Regions from separate parts of the Triticum aestivum genome. Here region 2 is linked to region 1. The links are chromatin contacts, called in public Hi-C maps. All regions are on one chromosome and are shown on one strand. The core of a region is the stretch at or near the end of the contact, and the rest is flanking DNA. Distances in the headings are between cores, read along the strand shown.

What was found. Hi-C and Micro-C count contacts between places; a contact is called where the count stands out from the background.
Region 2: a contact with region 1 is called in a Hi-C map of leaf, with 4 times the contacts expected there. The contact joins the promoter of LOC123097594 here to the promoter of LOC123097592 in region 1. A contact is called at or near these places in 3 of 5 Hi-C or Micro-C datasets (all in leaf).

What each region holds. Positions count from the first base shown.
Region 1 is chr4D:305,392,767-305,398,324 of IWGSC CS RefSeq v2.1, forward strand. LOC123097592 (NAC domain-containing protein 92) reads left to right here and starts at 2,364. Exons shown (of 3, transcript XM_044519374.1): 1 at 2,364-2,719; 2 at 2,836-3,113; 3 at 3,216-4,258. The coding sequence starts at 2,512. The coding sequence ends at 3,758.
Region 2 is chr4D:306,219,714-306,225,508 of IWGSC CS RefSeq v2.1, forward strand. It overlaps LOC123097594 (phospholipid-transporting ATPase 1), which reads left to right and starts at 2,661. Exons shown (of 7, transcript XM_044519375.1): 1 at 2,661-4,563; 2 at 5,398-5,701. The coding sequence starts at 2,922.

The DNA.
Region 1 (5,558 bases), core at 1,114-3,613:
TCCAGACGGGGATTTGCTTAATGTAAAGATAAAAAAGGCGCTTCCTTTAATTTGCTTGAGTCTATTGGAAGAGGTAAATACATTGAAGCATGATCACATTTGGAGAGTTGACGATGGAGAGAAAATTTATATTTGGTCTGATGCTTGGGTGCCCAATGCAGCTCACAGGAAAATAGTCACCCCTCGTGGACATAACATCATGTCAAAGTTTAAGGATGTTATTTATCTGGTTACAAGGCAGTGGGATGACGAGTTGGTAACTCTGACTTTTTTGGCAAATCGATGTTCAACGTATTTTGTCTATTCCTTTGCCTCTCATGGCAAAGATGACTTCGTGCCATGGAATTTCAATAACATCCATCCAGTGTAAATGTATGCGGGCGATTTGATAATCGGCGTTGGAGATGCCCTTAGGCCAATTCTCTCCTATCTGATTCTCTCACATCCACTCAAGTTAGTAAATAAGACAAACTATCAACGAAAGAGCTTGCCGGTATGCACGGATGATTATCTACACATGGACTGGGTGATGTTTAATCACGCAACCTTTAAACATTAAGCATATCCTTTCTTTAAGCACGGATTTTCTTTTCCATGTAGTGACCCACAAGGGAAATGGTACATTTAGTATTTTATACAGTTTTGCCAAAGCACATCTAGATGTGCCATAAGTATTGCACATTTAAGTCCTATGTCATTAATCTTACGTTAAGATTTGTGTGAATGTGCAATAACTAGAGCACATCTAGATGTGCCCTGGACACACCCTATTTTATAACGGTAATGATAACTGGCGAACATTCGCTCGAAGGGAGGGCCTAGCAAACGCCCGCATAGCCGACTGGTCGTGATCGAACGATGGCAATTTTCTTTGCGAGAAAATGTCTTCAAAAGTGAAACCTAACAACCCCCATAACTAAAGTTGTCACCTTTCGACATCTAAAACTGCCACCCAAATTGTTTGCAAATGCCATCCCGACGAAGGTTTGCTAGCTGTTGAGGTCCTTTAAGAACCATTGCAGTTATTCATTGTTATGTGCTAAAAATAAACTCACCTGAAACACAAACATAGCTCCGTTGATATACCCAATACTAACCCCCTGTTCGGATCCACTCTGCTCCACAGCTGCAACTCCCGGAGCGGAGGGAGCGGCAGTGCAATCGCATGGAGCGGCTCGGATCCAGCTCCTAGCACGGAGCGGAGTTTTGAAACTGGAGAGATACCGAACAGGCCTTAAATGTTCAAAAAGACACTGAAAAATTAAGCAAAAAAATTGGCCACAACGTCGAACACCCGGACTGCAAGAGGTATCACTGCTGTGCAGGGAAATAAAAATCAGCTATGTCTCTATCACGATGTGGAGCAAACAAGGCCACAACAGGAGCGCGTCACCATTTCGCCTTCCTTTTAAAGCGGGAGATGTATACCGCTTGATGAGTGAAAGGTTGAAAACTTTGGGACCGCTCCCCGATGATGGCACCCAGCGTGTCCCGTCCACTTGGGAAAGGGAAACCCTGCTCGGCGAGTCGGATGCTCATCGCTTTTCAGTTGGGCCGCGAGGCAAAGCGCGCGCGTATCTTTGCAGAAAATTGTCGTGGTCGCGGGCTCTCTGGATGGCACGTCGCTCCTGTAATAAACAAACAACCCAAGAAAGTCTCGAACTAAAAAGATGCGGATGAGAAAGCAGAAGGGAACGGGACAACCACGGATCAATATCTGACGTGAACTGGATGTGTGGACTCCGCGAGAGTTACAAATAAGCTGCCATAGCAACCTCTGATCATCCTTTGATTTGAGTGGAAAAAAACTGGATGTGGTTAGTGTTACTAATCTATGTTTCTCGCGTTGTGGCCCAGCGCGGATGGGTTGAATTCTTCTCGCTGCATGTGGGTGTGGGGATATGCCGGTTTCCTTCCAAAGTCAGGTAATGAAACCAACATTAAATCAATGTGTATATATATGAACTACTAGTACTACTGTGGGTTTATATTTAATATAAGAAGAAGTCAGGTTCTGTCCAACGCATGATTGCCGCGTTAGCCGTGATCGGACGTGAATATTCATTCCACGGGACAGGACACCGGCCGGTGGAGGAGGAGAAAATACTCTGAATGTGAGAGAGTTGGGGTTGGGGCCTAAGGAAGAGGATGAATCAAGAGCCATTAAGATTAGGACAAGTAATTAGAGTTGCTTACGGGCCACACCCACAACTGCGCGCGGTAAGAAGTGAAAGACGGGAGGGGTCTTGGCTCGCAAGCCGCCTCCGCACGCGGCACGCCTCTCTCTCTCTCTCTCTCTCTCTCTGGGAGTGACCGCGTGGAGCCTTATATAAGCCGGCCCTCGGTTCCTCCCCCCGGCCCAGTCTCTCTTCCTTGTTCCTAAACCCGCCTCTCTCTCCCTCTTTCACACACGCCTCTCCCTCTTCCTCTCGCTCCTCTCTCTCTCTCTCGGCGTCCATTTCCTCTTCTTCTTGCTAGTTTGCTTCAAAGTTGGGGCACGCGCGCGCGGAGATGTCTGAGGCGTCGGTTTTAAACCAGGCGGAGGTGGAGGACGCGGCGGCGGCGGCCGGGCTGGACCTGCCGCCGGGCTTCCGGTTCCACCCCACGGACGAGGAGATCATCTCGCACTACCTCACCCCCAAGGCGCTCGACCACCGCTTCTGCTCCGGCGTCATCGGCGAGGTCGACCTCAACAAGTGCGAGCCATGGCATCTCCCAGGTACACAACACACCCAAATTAAACTGCTCCTTTGCACTTTCTCTCATCTTGCTTGATCCCAGCCCCACCGGCCGCGGGAATCTTGCCTTACTTACTCGCGTGTTTCGTCCGGACAGGCAAGGCGAAGATGGGAGAGAAGGAGTGGTACTTCTTTTGCCACAAAGACCGCAAGTACCCGACGGGGACGAGGACGAACCGCGCCACCGAGAGCGGCTACTGGAAGGCCACCGGCAAGGACAAGGAGATCTTCCGGGGGAGGGGCGTCCTTGTCGGAATGAAGAAGACGCTCGTCTTCTACCTAGGCCGCGCCCCCCGCGGCGAGAAGACCGGCTGGGTCATGCACGAGTTCCGCCTCGAGGGCAAGCTCCCCCACCCGCTCCCGCGCTCCGCCAAGGTTTGCTTTCGCTCCTTCCGGATTCATTATTAAGTATTTCTCTCCTTAATTTCTTTCTGGGTTCATACATGATTTGCTAAATATGATATGATTTGCGTGCAGGACGAGTGGGCCGTGTCCAAGGTGTTCAACAAAGAGCTCACGGCCACCAACGGGGCAATGGCAGCGGCGGAGGCCGGGATCGAGCGAGTCAGCTCCTTCGGCTTCATCGGTGACTTCCTTGACTCTGGGGAGCTGCCGCCCCTCATGGACCCTCCCTTGGGCGGCGACGTCGACGAAGTCATCGATTTCAAGTCCACCTCTGCCTACGCCACCGGTGCCCATTCCGGGCTGCAGGTTAAGATGGAACAGCACATGCCGCAGCAGCCGCCGCACATGATGTACTCGAGCCCGTACTTCTCTCTGCCGGCCGCTAACTCCGGCGACATGTCGCCGGCGATCCGGAGGTACTGCAAGGCGGAGCAGGTCTCGGGGCAGACGTCTGCGCTCAGCCCGTCACGCGAGACCGGGCTGAGCACCGACCCCAACGCCGCCGGTTGCGCGGAGATCTCGTCGGCGGCGACACCGTCGTCTCAGAATCAAGACTTCCTTGACCAATTCGACGAGTACCCCGCCCTGAACCTCGCCGACATTTGGAAGTACTGAAGCCGGCCGGAGCTGCACCTACCACATCCACATGATTCTCGCTCGATCGGTTCTGGCTCGTTGATTAATTACTGAATTGGATTACTTAACTTGGTGTGTGATGCTGGTTAGTGGTTTGCTGATGCAGCATCATCTTCTTTCCGGAGGATTCTCGGGTGGGATCAGGTTACTATCCAGACAGACAGACAGACCTCCAGGGATTAGCTAGCTATAGGCTTCCTTAATTATGTTAATTAAATTAATTAGTCCTAGGTTCATATCTTGATCTGTGTGTACATATCACTACAACTATTCTGATTGTGATTAATTACTAGCAGTAGCAGCATGAGATGGAGTATACAATTAATGTGTGTAGATTAGGGGGGACGACTTCAGATCCATTTGTGAATCGATTAATTTGGGCGCCGTTGATGAGCCAGCCAGCTAGCGCTACTAGCTTTGTATGTACATGTACCACCATTGATCATTAATTGCTTGAGTTTGACATGTCACTATGTGAATGGATGCTTTGTGTTCTCTCTGTACCGCTTTAAGCTTGTTAATTAATCGCTGGGTTACTCCTTTGTGGGCGCAACTCGACGAGACGAGAGGCACTAGTACCAGTTCTGGTGCTGCTCATGGGGACCTTCCGAAATCTAGCAAGGGGAGATATGGGTGGATCATGGTTTTGGGCCGACGGATGGGGCCACCGCGGGCTTGGTTGGATCGTCCGATTATTCCCGGACCACGTCGTGGTCATGGCGTCCAGTTGGTGAACTCGACACACATAGACGTACTCCTGCTAGGCGCCGAGGTAGGCTACGTACAAGCTGCAGCCTTATCTCGTTTCGGAAAACCCTCGGCCCGCCCCGGCTCTCTCGTGTCTCCAAGGCTCCAAGCGATCAACCAACCCCAGCTCGACGCGGGGTGGGGGGGGGGGGGGGGGGGGGGGCGAAAACTTGTCGCTCACACACACGGCGGCCGACGGCGACGAGCGGGACGGGACGGGCCAGCCGCTCGCTCGCCCTCGATTTTGCGTGCGCGCACAGCACACACAGACACATACAGAGGTGAGGCGCGCCGGGAACCACTTGCTTTCCGGTGGACGCAAGCCGTGGCGAGTTTCGCGGCGATCTATTCGCTGTTCCCACGCGCTCGCTTCCTTCGTGCATCAAAACCCGGCCAAGACGAAGGCGGTGCAGCAAGGAAAAGGATGCGAGGATCAGCAGGAATCTTCCATCCATTCCTTTTTCTTTCTAGTGAAACAATCATTCATCCATTCATTCATTCAGAGTAGTGCTGCTGCGACACATGGAAATATTTATTCAAATTTAGAGTAGTACTAGTAGTTTATTACGGACGTCCGCTTGGCGAATATTCTGGGTTGCCCCTTAAAAAACAAGGAAAGGCTAAGCTAGACTCATGAAAACTAATATCGTGGGTGGGTCCTTGGGCTCCCGGAACTCGGATTGGATCATTAGCTGTCCAAGTCGCAGAGGCGCAGTGACGTCACAACTTTAGGCTCCACCGCCAGTGGCACCTTTTCTCCTTCTCCCTCCCCTTGCTATAGTTATAGGTTAGCCAACAAGTTGTTTAACTCCTCGTCAATTATCGCAGGGAGGAAGAGGGAGGTCTAAGACTAGCCACAGTGGGAGTAACTTCAGCAGTAACTTCAAGTCCAACTCAGCAAATTTGTCTATGTGGCAATGAGTTAATGAAGAGAGAGGTAGTTCTAGTAACTTAGCTAGTTACTGTAACATCACACATATCAAAGCAAGATGAGTTTATAGCATAATAAATGAAGTATTGCATGTTACCACG
Region 2 (5,795 bases), core at 1,411-3,910, 830 kb after region 1:
TTTTGCTAACCATGGCCCCATCCGCACTCCGCCATATCGGAGCCGCTGGACTTCAGCTTGATGCCGAAGATCTTCAGCCACAGGCTGAAGTGCGGCTTGATACGGTGGAAGGCCTCACAGACCGTGATGAAGGAGGTGAGGTGGAGAATGGAGTTCGGCGCCATGTGGTGGAAGTCGAGCCCGCAGTAAAACGTCATCTCGCACATGAACGGGTGCAGCAGGAACCCTAGGCCTCGGATGAGGTGGGGAACGAAGACTACCCGCTCCCCTGGGTTTGGAGCGGGCACCTGCCGGTCGGTGCCAGGAGCGCGGGCACCAATGTTGGCAGGGAGGTATCCCGCACTACGCAGCTCCAAGATGGTGTCATCTGTCACGGTGGACCCACCCTAGTGCCCTTTGAGGGTGTCGGCCATGGTGGGGTGAGGAAAGCTTGGATGCGATTAAGGAAGAGAGCGAGATTGGATCTGGGTGCTAGAGCTTGAGAAGGCAGCTGGCGGGGGAAATGAGAGCGTGCTTTTTTGCGCTGTTGATTTCTTACTCTTATAGGCTAATGAGAGGCCAAGAGTCCCCCATTTGCTACGTCGATAAAAATGCCACTCCCCCCGAAAGATGCCGTTGTGCGTATGGGGGGAAACAAAATCTTGATGATATCCCTAAGAAAACGGGCACGATCTCCGCCTTGATGGGACGCGCCAGTAAAAAGGCCGCCTCGGGCCATGATTTGGGGTAAGCAGTAACTGCCTGACCCGTTGTGGGATGCGCCGCTTCGATATAGTTGTCATACTAGGTGGCACTATTCACACCTACGTGGTCGGCCTTCGAGGCTAAGTTACCCCTACTCTTTGGGCAAGGTGTGAGCTCGGCTAGGTCTTGTTTATAAGACACCACTCCTATAAAGGGCGGTTCGGGAGTCTTGAAGTCACAAAGGGAACTCGTCTGTCAAGCCAAGGACTTCGGATCCGAGGTTGTGTTCATCAAGGGAATCTTCCTCGGCATAGAAGACCAGTCCGGGGGCTACTGATGGCGTCCTGGACTAGGGGGTACTAACCTAGTCGGCCCATACTCCTCGGGTTGGGCTGATGTGCCCTCATTCTTCTCAAGATGGACTCCAGAAGCTGCACACTAGAGGCATGGCCGAGACTGCATCAACCGAAGACTTGTCATATACTCCAAGACTTTCCTGCCGCCTCCACGCCAAGATGCCGACCTTGTAGCCCTAGATACCCTACCTGACGTGTATATAAGCCATAGGGTCTAGCCCGCGGACGGGACATCAGCGCAATCTCATTCACCTAGCTCTAGGGTTAGAACACATCTTATGATCTCGAGGTAGATCAACTCTGTACTCGATACATCTATATCAATATAAAAAAGGGCAGGACGTAGGGTTTTACGTCCATCAAGAGGGACCGAACCTGGTTAACATCGTCTCCTTGTTCCTGTTGCCATCCGTCTGAGATCCACAGCTCGGGACCCCCTACCTCGAGGTCTGTTGGTTTTCACACCGACAGCGGTGGTGGGAGGGAAGGGTGGGGGAGCCCACCGTTGCCGGGATCTTGCAAGGAGGCGGCGCCGGCGGCAGGGTAGAAGGGCCTGGTGCTCACCAAGAACACCGAACGAGGAGCGCCAAAGGGGGTGGAGAAGAGTCAGCAGCGATGACGTCGGGGACGCACAGAGCGGGATCGACGTCTTCGCCCGTCTGTGCTGCGGTCCAGGGAGGAGCAGAGTGCACGAGCTGCAACCTCCACTCATCCTGACAACGCAGACGCGCGGACTCCACGGAGGAGCAGCGGCCCGAGCGAGGCCGAGCCTCTCCCGGCAATGGAGGAGAAGGAGGAGCGGCGGGGGAGGGCGGCGAGACTGGAACTGATGGCAGCGGGTGGTTGCGGTCGATGTCAATGGCGGCGGCGGCGCCAAATAGAGATTCGGGGAGTGAGAGAGAGAAGAATGAGAGAAGAGAGACCAAACCCTAGCATCTCCCCCGATTGGGGATGGAGCAGCAAATCGGTGTAAGGCACGTCACAATGGATCACGCGAAATACCACTCGTACCCTCGGCGGGGCATGGAAATTACACACGGTGGCACATGATATTTTCGCCGGAGGGTGCACTATTCGTTGATAGAGTGCTCAGTTTTTATCCGGCGGACAAGATCGATCGGGAGGGGGATCCTACAGCTCAAACGCATCAAGCAAAACGATCCGACGGCCAAAATGCTCTAAGCTCTGAGAGAGCCCAGGTTCCCCTGCAAGTCTTAGTTTTAGAAGTTACTATCACACAGCGCTCTCCAATAAAAGTTGAGTCTACAAGCTAATAAATACTTCTAAGACACTTTACATTACATTATATAAAGATGATAATATAGACTAGTGTCATATGCATGACATTAATTAAGTTACTCTAAGAAAAATCTAACAAAGAAGGTAGCAAAATCCGGGGCCCACGACCGCCCCCTCGTTAACCCCCTGGACTCGGTCCATGCGCATCAGCACCTGACGCCTTCCGGTCCAATCTGAGCACCCGCCGTCCCTGACTATTTTCCATCTCATTTCTGGAAGAGTGGGAGTATTCCGCCGCCCCTGACCATTTTCCATCTGGAAGAGAGGGAGGGAGTATTCCGCAGTCACTCCCTCTGGCCGTCGCACTCGCACTCGCACTCGCAGCAAAGCTTCTCCTCTCCTTCCCCGCGAATTGATAACACAGCTGCAGTCTGCAGACCTACTCCATCATCTCCTTCGAACTCCCCGCCTGTCTCGCGCAAACGACCAAGCGGTCCCTCCAAAACCTTTGGCCGATCTCGTTAACTCCAGTGCAGACAAATCAAGTACTCATCCCTTCTTGTTCCTCGCTTGCCTAAATCCAATCTTTATCAGCTGGGTGCTTTAGTTAGTATACGTACTCTTCGACGTCCGTACACAAGCATGCGGCCAGACGGGAAATTGCCGCCGCCACATCCATCGTTGGCCCCGCTGCCGCAACGGCCGCAGCAAGCGACGGGAACAGACATGGACCCGCACGCCAGGCTGCCGGACCCGGTGCCGTCGCCGATACTGAAGCACTCGCCGTCGATATCGCGCTCGCTGCGGTCGGCGGCAGACACGTCGTCCGTCACCTTCGCGGCCGACTTCCGGTCGCCCTCCAAGCCGGAATCCACCTCGCCGTCCTTCGACAGCTTCCGGACGGCCCGGTCGAGGCCGTCCAGCGTCTCGCGGTCGTCCACCAGGCGATCCGCGTCCGAGCGTGCCGGCTCGCAGCGGGACCTCCGCGACGAGGACGCGCGATTCGTCTACATCAACGACGCGCCGCGCACCAACGCGCCGCCGGCCATGTTCCCGGACAACTCCATCCGCACCTCCAAGTACTCCGTCCTCACCTTCATCCCGCGCAACCTCTACGAGCAGTTCCACAGGGTGGCCTACATCTACTTCCTCATCCTGGCGGTGCTCAACTTCGTGCCGCAACTCCTCGTGCTGTCCAAGGAAGCGGGCGTTCTGCCGCTGGCCTTCGTGCTCGGCGTCACGGCAGTGAAGGACGCGTACGAGGACTGGAGGCGGCACCGGTCAGACAAGAATGAGAACAACCGCACGGCGTCTGTGCTCGCGGACGGCGTGTTCCGGCCGAAGCGGTGGAAGGACATTCAGGTCGGCGACGTGGTGCGTCTCGTGGCTAACGAGACGCTGCCGTGCGACATGGTTCTTGTGTCCACGAGCGACCCCACCGGCGTGGCCTACATCCAGACCATCAACCTCGACGGCGAGTCCAACCTCAAGACGCGCTACGCCAAGCAGGAAACCATGTCCACGCCGCCGGAGGCGCTCGCCGGTGTCATCAAGTGCGAGAAACCCAACCGCAACATCTACGGCTTCCTCGCCACCGTGGACCTCAACGGCCGCCGCGCCATCTCCCTCGGCACCTCCAACGTCATGCTCCGCGGCTGCGAGCTCAAGAATACGGTCTGGGCCATCGGGGTGGCGGTGTACACCGGCCGGGACACCAAGGTCGTGCTCAACAGCTCGGGTGCGCCATCCAAGCGCAGCCGCCTCGAGACGCACATGAACCGCGAAATCATCGCGCTCGCCGTGGCTCTGGTCGTCCTCTGCTCGGTGGTGTCTCTCCTCGCCGGCATCTGGATGGGTGACCATGTCGATCAGCTCGGCATCATCCCCTTTTTCCACAAATACGACTACTCGGGGGCTGCTGCGCACGACGACGGGAGGTACAACTGGTACGGCACGGGCGCGCAGGTGGTGTTCACGTTCATGTCGGCGGTGATCCAGTTCCAGGTGATGATCCCCATCGGGCTCATCATATCCATGGAGCTCATCAGGGTGGGGCAGGCATACTTCATGGTGCAGGACAACCGCATGTTCGACGAGAAGAGCCAGGCCAGGTTCCAATGCCGGGCGCTCAACATCAACGAGGACCTGGGGCAGATCAAGTACGTCTTCTCCGACAAGACCGGCACGCTCACGCAGAATCGGATGGAGTTCCGCTGCGCCAGCGTGCAAGGCCGCGACTTCAGCGAGACCGACGGCGGCGAGGAGGACGGACATGCCGTGCAAGGTAAGCAAATGTTAGTTTTGGTTGAAATTTTCACCAGCGGTAAGCTTGGTTGACTAATCACCGATTTTGAGCGGCGGGGTTGGCATTATCTGACCGTAAGAAAACTAGTAGTACTACTATTCGAAGACATGTCACTCGCCGGTGTGTTGCGTGCTAGGGTGATCGCCATGGTTATTTTGGGTACACGTATGCAGAATTTGAAGTTTCTGCATCCACACGCCGAACTAGAAATGAGCACGCGAGTTCTGCAGCACGCAAGATACAAGCACTGACACATTTCGATAGTTAGATAACCGGTGAAAAGAAAGAACATCTTTTGATGGTTACATGACAAGTACGTGCAATGATACTGTTCATTACTGATTTGTTATGCCACTGATCGAGTCAAACTTTTGAATGAGCTTTCCTCCCCTTTTTAAGCCCAAAAGGCAAAAGCGAGCTGTTCCACTATGCAGAACATTTAAGCTGCCGGGACATAGCTTGTGTGTTGTGTTGTGTTGCCATTTGACTCTTCTAGGTTCTAGTCGAATGACACAACTTCGGGTCACTGATCAGGGTTGACCGCCATCTGGCCCAATAAGCATAGAATTACCGCACGTCAACAACCAACATTCTTTCGGATTTCAATTTGAGACTGACTGGCTGTATCGATAACGATGAATCGTCACCATCCATTTTCCTGGGATGAGAGCCCGACACGACACACTAATGTTACAGCACACCTTCGTTTGACAACCCAGTTATTTTTCTACTAAGTAAAATTCAACATCCAATCACGAGGAGAAACGAATCTGATCTAGTCCATGTTTGGCGGGACATTCTGTTTGGGTGCAGCGGACGGCGTGGTTCTGAGACCCAAGACGGCGGTGACGACGGACCCGAAGCTGGCGGCGCTGCTCAAGGACGGGATGGGCGCCAAGGCCAGCCGCGCCCGCGACCTGTTCCTGGCGCTGGCGACCTGCAACACCATCGTGCCCATCGTCGAGGACACCGTGAACCCGGCGGCGAAGCTGGTGGAGTACCAGGGCGAGTCCCCCGACGAGCAGGCGCTGGTGTACGCCGCCGCGGCGTACGGGCACAAGCTCGTCGAGCGCACCTCCGGCCACATCGTCGTCGACGTGTTCGGCACCAGGCAAAGGTACGAGCTCACCACCCCGCCCGTTTACTGCAAAATTTTTGCTTCTCAATTTCTCACAGCATGGCAGCCGTTGGTGAAATTGTTCTGTTTTGTT